Linked DNA regions of Ovis aries: region 2 is linked to region 1. The links are chromatin contacts, called in public Hi-C maps. All regions are on one chromosome and are shown on one strand. The core of a region is the stretch at or near the end of the contact, and the rest is flanking DNA. Distances in the headings are between cores, read along the strand shown. Region 1 has its middle 45 kb from the start of HTR4. Region 2 holds the start of ADRB2 (adrenoceptor beta 2).

The links. A called contact is a pair of places that touch in the nucleus more often than the background predicts.
Region 2: a contact with region 1 is called in a Hi-C map of tail adipose tissue, with 3 times the contacts expected there. The contact joins the promoter of ADRB2 here to the enhancer-like site in region 1. A contact is called at or near these places in 3 of 16 Hi-C or Micro-C datasets (hypothalamus, retroperitoneal adipose tissue and tail adipose tissue).

The regions. Positions count from the first base shown.
Region 1 is chr5:57,937,773-57,942,157 of ARS-UI_Ramb_v3.0, reverse strand. No RefSeq gene overlaps it. Among named protein-coding and RNA genes, the nearest start is that of HTR4, 45 kb to the right of the region's middle. Within about 2 kb of position 1,922, at least 8 of the 54 cell types and tissues checked have an H3K27ac peak or open chromatin away from gene starts, as enhancers often do. A contact at or near this core is called in tail adipose tissue, where this site is marked.
Region 2 is chr5:58,015,368-58,019,752 of ARS-UI_Ramb_v3.0, reverse strand. It overlaps ADRB2 (adrenoceptor beta 2), which reads right to left and starts at 2,428. Exons shown (of 1, transcript NM_001130154.1): 1 at 1,172-2,428. The coding sequence starts at 2,428. The coding sequence ends at 1,172.

The DNA.
Region 1 (4,385 bases), core at 673-3,172:
TTATCATGGTTTTTTGGAGATATAAATAAAATAGTGCTTTCAGCAATGGTTTCAGAAGTGCAATCTCATCTCTTTATCTCTATAATTAAAATTCCTCATTCCCTTCCCATGTCTTACGTAGGATGTGAACAACTTGATAAAATATTAGGAGATGTGAGAATTTTACAGTTTTATTGGTCTTGTGCTCATTTTTACCTATTCTTATTGGCAAGTGATACTGGTTTTCTTTGTATAATATTGACATTATTGTTAAGCTTTCCTTTAAAATATTTGACATAAAAGTTAAGTTTGTTGAAAGAAAGATAAGGAAATAATAGTTCTGATGGAATGAGGCTGTCACAGAAATGATAAGTTGCTATGGCTTTGACACCTGTTCAGGAAAGATTAAATTTTAAGATAAAGTATGAAGTCTTCCACAGCAGGACTCTGTCCATCTCTTTGGCCTCAGCTCCCACTAGTTTCTTTCTCCCTTTTCTACTGTACATCCTAATGGAACAGGAACTTTTTACTGTTCCTCAAATATATTGGGAGGTTTCCCCACCTTTCAGAAATGGTTTCACGATGGCTAAAGTTTTCTTCCTAGACAGCACAGGGTATTCACTCTAGTAAAAGCATCCGCTGGACACCCACTCCAGCCTCACTATCTTGTTCCTATGACTAATGCTTTTCAGCCTTCATTTGCAACTGCAGTGCAGCCCCCTCCAGGGTCTTGCTGGACCAGCCTATATAATAGAGGCCTTGCTTCCTATTTTCTTCATAGCATCCTACTTCTTTCCTTTCTAGTTCTTCATAAAAATTATTTTAAAAACTTATTTCCTCTCCTGGCTATTAAAAGTCTCTCCTACTGCGTTGTGAGTTCCTTGAGGACAGGGCCCTCACATCCTGTTCACTGCTGCACCCCTAACAGCCAGCAGAGTGCCAGGGGAACATAGTTTCTCAGTAGATATTTGATGAATGTGCGAATGTTCTTCTTGCCTTTGTACCTTGGTGAATTCCTTCTCATCATTCAAGGTCCATCTAACTCATGAACTACTCACCCGAGGACTTCTGCACGCTTCTCTACCAAGAGAGAATAGTTTCTCTCTTTTCTGGGTTCACAAAACATCATCTCCACATGATCATTATAGTATCAAACACAGTGTATTGTAACTGAGTTAAAGGTCTATTTACCCCCAAAATTGTGAGCTTCTTGAATACACAATACCTCTATCCTGGCCCCACCATCTAGTACTCATCCTCTGTTTCTAGCTGTGGCGCTACTAACACCAAGGGAAACCATCTCCTTCTAATGACTTTGTGTCTAGAACTGACTGGGGTGGAAAGTGAGGAGGGAGAACAAAGACAATGAGAAGACATTCTTGGTGTTTGTGGGATGTTCAAGCTAAGTATGCATGGCTTGTAGACATGCCCATAAAACCATCTTAATAAAAGATGCTATTTCTTTAGAGAATTGTTTTGTTTAAGGTAAATCCTCCCACTCAGAAATCTCCAACATGATGCTTCCATCTGCAGAAAAAACAAACACCAAGAAAACAAAACTTTACCATCTAGTGGTAGAAATCATGAACTACATTCCTCTCTCATTTATCCTTTCTCCCACTCAGCAGCTATTTACTGACCACTTATTATGTGCCAATAATTGCTGCAGACAAGTCTCTGTCCTTATTTAGTCGCTCATGTAGTCATGAGCGACTTTCTTTGGGTCGTGAGTCATGTTTTTTGGAGCTTTGGTGTCAACCTGTTTAGGTAAATAGGGAGGCCAGGTTCGTTGGTACAAAGGTCAAATGTTGGCACCTCAGGGCTCACACAAGTTGATTTTTTAAAATATAAACAAGTTGGAGAGGCTTACATACACAGAGACAGAGACTACATGTACTTCTTGCTTCTCTGGCAAACAGTGCTTTGCATTCTTGCATTTCAACAATTGGCTGGAACTGAGAAGCAGCTTGTCCTTCTGGCTGGGGTGACTCCATCAGCCCCACACTAGCTCTGTTGTTCACTTACTCAGTTGTATGTGATCTCTTTTTGGATATATCCAGATGCTTGATAGATTTGTATTCTCTTTTATTCTTACAGAAGTACATCTCCAAATCTCTACAGTATTTCCAAGAAGGCTCCTGTTTCCAGCAAAGGCAATTATAACTGAACAATTATCAAGGAGATAATATGCTTCTTGATGACCCCTAGATTAAGGACCATTTATTTTTCTGGGTTTCTGTCCTTAGAAAAACAATCTCTTTGCTCAGATCCTGCCCCCTATCCTGCCACCATACTTGGTTATTTCCCTTTCCTACCTTGCTTGGTTGGTGAGGGAGAGGATTCTTGTGGAGATGTTGAATTTTTCTCCCACATCTTTGTTCAACAGAGACTTAATGGACATTTCCTGAGGGCCAGGGCCTCTGCTTCAGGTGGGAGATGTAGCGGCGGATGCAACAAATGCGCTTATTGGAGTGGCTGTGGGGCCTTCATGAAAAGGTCCACGATGCCATGGGAATGTACAAAAGGAACTCTGGACCTAATGTAGGGGTGGAAATGGGATTGGAGAGTGTCCCTGGAGAAAGTAACATTGAACCTCAACCCTTAGGGTCAACGGGAATTAGACAAGGGAAAAGAAAACCTACATGGATGCCCAGATTCAAGAAAACTGTTGGATGTGGAGAAAGAAATTTAGTAGTGCCTGTGAGGTCTGTGGAGAAGCACAGACTTCATTCTATGGGTGATAGGGAGCAACAAGAACCCACAGTCAGGGGCTGGATGTAAATGTTTGCATCTGTGCTTTCAGAAGATCCCTCCACCCAGAAATCCATTTTAAGAGATTTGGCTAGAGCTAGGATTGCTGGTTCTCTTGGACCCCTCCTGTTCAGTTTTGTACAGGACAGTCTGGTGGTGAAGGACTCAGGGAGAACCACCTTTGGCACAGCACTAGTGGCTATCATCCCATGCCCGTGGTAGCTCTTGTTTTGCCTTTTAAATTCTTGTTTTTCAGTCTCCACTTTCCTGGGAGTTCTCTATTTTCTCCGTAGTTCCTTGCCACTTTCCATGTAATTCAGGCATATTCCTGGAGCTGCTGTGGGTTTGTGGTTGCCTGAAGAACCACAGCAACAAGGTCCTGAACTCCCCACTCACCCCAGGGAGCCTTTATATCAAAAAGTTAGCTTCAAAGCCTAGTTGGAAGTAGTCAATATGAAGCAAAAAGTCAACAAATATTTCCCTGGAGTCTTGGCACCGGAAGGTCTTTTTCTTTTTCCTTTTGCTCAATTCCCTGCCGGTTAGCAGCCTGAACTTCTGCCTACTCAGCAGATCCCCATGGCAGCTCCCAACTGGGCTGTAGCAGTGCCTGTGGAGGTGGAATGTGCTCCAACCCCCTACCTCATCCAGGAGCCCATCCCTTTTCTGATAGTGGGCTGGTCTTCTTTCAAAATGAACTGGTGTAGGCGCCCAACACACCCACATTCTGGTTTGAACTGCTGTAGCTGCTGGCTGTGTCATTTCAGGAAATTTATTCCACCACCTTGGGTTCAAGTTTCCTTGTCTGTAAAACAGGAATGGTAGTCCCTGTTCTGCCTACTACATATGGTCATTTTGAAGAGAAGAAAATGACTACAGATCATTCAATCACTTATAGAACTTTTATTGATTACTCAGCCATGTGCTGGCTAATGGGGGATGAAAGCTCTTGTTAAAATGCAACATGCTACACAAATACGACATTCTCAGAAGCAAGAGTTCACTACCGACTGGGTCAGATTGGGTGTGTTTGTTCTGCTTCCCTCATCTGTCTTGCTCCAGGTAGAAACAACCGCTAGCTACCCAAGTACAGCCCACCCATAAGCACTCATGGCAAAGGTTTAGCAAGAGACAATAAACAGAAGATATCAGCTAGCAATTGAAAGATCTTTGGTGACAAACCTGGTGTGTGTTTGGAAGCTTAATTAAGTCCTGTACCAGATGCTGTAAGAGGATGGTTGGCCTTATTTTGCCTATTGCTCCAGCACTGACAAACAGGGCCCAAACAATGGACAAAGGAGTTAGTTCCTTATTCTAAAAAGAGTTTTCAACAGCTGGGGCCAGCCAGGACAGCCCTCTCCCCACAGATCTTCAGGGCTTCCTAAAAGTCAAAGCTAGCCTTGCTACCATCCTCTGCCCTCCCCTCCAGGTGACATAGTAGAAGTCTAGAAGAGGAGGACAGAAAAGGAAGGTTCTTACATGGTCATCTTCGTTGGGAGTGAAGTGCTCATGAGAAGGTGTGTAAGGATTACGTCCCAGGGAGAAACAGACAGGACCTCACATTATGACAATCTAGGGAAGGTTTGTCTATGAAAAGGAACCACAAAGGCTCACGTGGTCCAGCAGGGGTGGGAGCAGCAGAGCTCTCGCCACTTCTA
Region 2 (4,385 bases), core at 1,179-3,678, 77 kb before region 1:
GGGAGAGGGGGCAAAGAAGGACAGCAGTTCAAAAGGAGGAGGGTTCAACCCTGTTTCTAGATCATGAGGTATTCACCAGTGACATGTTTTCCAGCTTTTCTCCCTATAACCCATGACTTTTTCATTTCCCTTGGAATTTCAGGGCTATGTTTGAGCAGCTTTTTCACAAGAGCTTCCTTATCCTCAAAATGCCAAGCCCTGATGCAGTATGATCTCTACTATAAGAAAAGACAAGGATAAAAATATAAGCAGCTGCAAAGCAAGTAGAACTGGAAGGTGGGCAGCAGAGGCACATGGAGGCACACAACAGATGCCCATAACTCCAGTTCTATGAGTCAGTGTTTCTGATGTTACAACACAGGAATAATGCTCGTAGGAAGAGCAAGATGAGCTGTGCTGGGTGAGCACACGGCGAAAGAACCGATGTGGGAGCAGCAGCGTTAGAAGAGACGCAGGTTTGCAGCGGCAGATTCAAAGGCAAACGAAAGGGTTAAGCAATCGGTGCGTGTCATTCCACATTAAGTCACTGGGCAGTTATTGCAAATAGTTACCTGCAGTTTCCAGTGGGGGAGGCAAGCACACTCCAGTCAAGGGGTTTTGGAGAAACAGGTGCAATGAAGTCATGGTCAAACAATTTATTTACTGTAAACTTTAGACTTTGCTCAGAAAAACAACCAAAGCTGCCCCTCAAGTCCCTGCCTACAACACCCCGTTTGAGCAAATAAGAGGGGCGAGGAGAGTCCATGTTCACAGCGAAAGGTCCGAGAGACTCAATATCTTCCAGTCCAAGGGTGCAGGAAGGAAGGTCTCCTTCAGATACAAATTACCAGCAGCAATATATTACCCCTAATACTTGATCAATGAGGTAGATATGCAGGAAAAGTCATCAAAACATAGCAGCCCCAGGTTCTTTGAGACTGAAGCCCTTCAGACATAAACTTAACGAGTTCCAGGCAAAGAGGAACTGAACTGTACAAGAAACAGTTACTCAAATATATTTTGTCACAACTTAAAAAAATAAAAAATAAAAAGGCAGAAGGATATGTTTCCTCCTGCACATCTCTGTACAACTTTATTCTAAATTTATTACACTCAAGTTAAATAGTCTGTTTAGTGTTTTGTTGCAGGGAACCGGGGAGAAGGGGTGTCTTAAAAAGTAGAAAAACCTGCATTACAGCAGTGAGTCATTTGTACTACAATTCCTCCCTTGTGAATCAGTGCTATCACTGGGCACAGTACCTTGCTGGTTCACAAAGTTTTCGGTGCCTGGGGGGTCTTCACACAGCAGTTCACTGTCTTTCTCCTCCCCCAGGTGATATCCACTCTGTTCCCCCGTGTAGTCAGTCCTGTCATTGCTGGTGCTGGAGCAGCCATTCCCATAGGCCTTCAATGAAGACCTGCGCAGGCAGAGAAGCTCCTGGAAGGCAATCCTGAAATCTGGGCTCCGGCAGTAGATAAGGGGATTGAAAGCGGAGTTGATGTAGCCCAACCAGTTTAGAAGGATGTAAATTTCCTTAGGGATGAGGTTATCCTGGATCACGTGCACAATGTTGACAATGAAGAAGGGCAGCCAGCATAGGGTGAAAGTGCCCATGATAATGCCTAAAGTCTTGAGGGCTTTGTGTTCCTTCAAGTAGAACTTGGATGTCCTGCGTTGTCCTAGACCGCTCCGCCCATCCTGCTCCACTTGACTGACGTTTTGGGCATGGAAGCGGCCCTCAGATTTGTCGATCTTCTGGAGCTGCCTTTTGGCTACCTGGAACACCCTGGAGTAGACAAAGACCATGACCACCAGGGGAAGGTAGAAGGACACAATGGAGGAGGCAATGGCATAGGGTTGGTTCGTGAAGAAGTCACAGCAGGTTTCCTTAGCATAGCACTTGATAGCTTCCTTGTGGCTGGCCCGGTACCAGTGCATCTGAATGGGTAAGAAAGAGGTAAGGCCAGACACGATCCACACCATCAAAATGACCACCCGGGCCTTATTCTTGGTCAGCAGGCACTGATACTTGAAGGGTGACGTGATGGCAAAGTAGCGATCCACAGCGATCACGCACAGGGTCTCAATGCTGGCCGTGACGCACAACACGTCAATGGAAGTCCAAAACTCACACCAGAAGTTGCCAAAAGTCCACATTTTCATGAGGATGTGGCAGGCCCCAAAGGGCACCACTGCCAGGCCCATGACCAGGTCAGCACAGGCCAGGGAGGTGATGAAGTAGTTGGTGACCGTCTGCAGACGCTCAAACTTGGCAATGGCTGTGATGACTAGCACGTTTCCAAACACGATGGCCAGGACAATAAGCGACATGAGGATGCCCATGCCCACCACCCAGGCCTCGTCCCGTTCCAGCGTGCCGTCTTGGTCCGGCGCGTGGCTTGCGTTGGGCGCCAGCAAAAAGACGCTGCGGTTCCCGGGCTGCCCCATGGCGCGCAGGCTGGCAGGTGAGCGCACAGGCTGCCGGCGCACCAGCCGCCCTCAGCGAGCGGACCTCCGGCGGGGCGCTGCGGGCAGCAAGCGAGCACCTGGAAGACTCATTCAGCGGCCGTGGGTGGGTGCGGGTGTGGTAGGGGTGCGTGGTGCACTCAGCTCCGGGGGTACTCTGGACTCGCAGTGCCGGGCAGTTTCAGCCAGTTCCAGCTTGCGCTCTGGAGAAGCCGTCTCTGAGTGCGCGCTGTCCGTTATGTGACCAGGACTTTAGGGGAACTGCCCTCCCCGTGACGTGCTAGAACTTTCAACCAATAGAACGCGGGAAGCCCCAAAGGGGCGAGGCCCACGCCCTCTCCCGCCCCTTCCCTCCCCTCTCCTGCCTGCTCCTGGGGCTGGCCCGGGCGGGACCCAGCTGCTCTAGCAGGGCGGGTCGGCCACCATTCCCTCGGGGCTCCCTCGGCTGGCCCCGGAGGCTGAAGCCGGCTCTAGCGAGCTTACCAGCCAGCTAGAAGGTGCCGGTTCTTTGGTGGGCGCTACCTGTCTGCCTGGGGCGGCTGTGCGGCTTGAGGTCTCAGGGCAGATGGCAATACTCCGGCACTTCCTCGCATTAGATGAGCGTGCCCACCGAGACACGCACAGGCAGGCACATTGTACCCCGACATACATGCTCAGACTTATACGGAACCACAGCCACAGACACTCAGACACACCCATCCAGCGCACCAACGAGTGCTCAGGCACAGAAGCCGACTGGCACAATCACCCCTGTCCAGCACGATCGACATGGCCAGGAGCAAACCAGGAGCACCCAGAAGCATAAAGACACCGACATACAGACAAAAAGAAGTAAACAAACGGCATACAAACGCCCACTTGGAGGCAAGCAGTGTGCCACAGAGAAGGACTTCCCCATCCGGATATTCCAAACTCTTTACCCTTGCCCCCTGGACATCCCCCCCATCTTCCCCAATACACAGGTCTCATGGCATATTCCCTTTCAGACATTTGGCAAGACCACAGGTGGTGACTTTAACAGCAGCCAACTTCCTCAGCATGCTTGCTGTCCAGTACTTTTGGTGCCCTCCTTGGAAATTTGCAGGGATTGAGACCTAATTTTACTCTTGGGATTTCATTTGGAGCTGGGGTATACGTGTATGTGCTTGGGGATAGGAAGAGAAGGTTGTATGCTTTAATTCTTAATTCTAGGGAGTGTGGCATTGTTCCTTCCTTATCTGTTAAAATGAGAATATGTTGAAAATGAAATAATTTTCAAGTTCAACTTCTTCAATAATCCCTTTGCAACGAGAAAAATCTTCTGTTGGGTAGTTTGTTGATCTGTTGGGCTGAGCCGTATGAAATTGCCACTTTTCTGTAGTATCTGACTTTAAATAGATGACAATTTCATATGGCTCAGATTATAAGAAGGTGTTAACATTAAGAAATGTTTTGAAACCACAGAAAGCAAAAGATAACTTCTCTTAAAAAAACTAGAGTCTTTGTCCATGAAATACTATCCATTGCATCTGGCATATGAATTTACTGTTTAAAAAATTAATTGTCAGGGTTTGATTTCACATGTATCATTTGTGTCTTTGAAAAATGGAAAGTATTTCATGCAGTGTAACTGAACATATTTTCTAGATTACATAATAACATAACAATGGCTAACATTTATGGAACGTTCTGCTATGTGCTTTTCATGCATTATTCCATTTAATCCTTCCCACAGTCCCATGGTGTGTGTTGTTAGGGTGGGGTAGGGTATAACTATTTTTAGCTTAATTCACAAAGGGGTCTCAAAGAAGAAAATAACTTGCCCATGGGCACAAGACCAGGCAGTGCCAAAAGCAGGAGCTGAACCCAGTCCTGTTTGACTCTAAAATCCATCTTTTAATCCTTTCAATGTACTGTGTCACCACAGTGCAGAAAGGAATAGAGGATGGGGAAGAAGGAC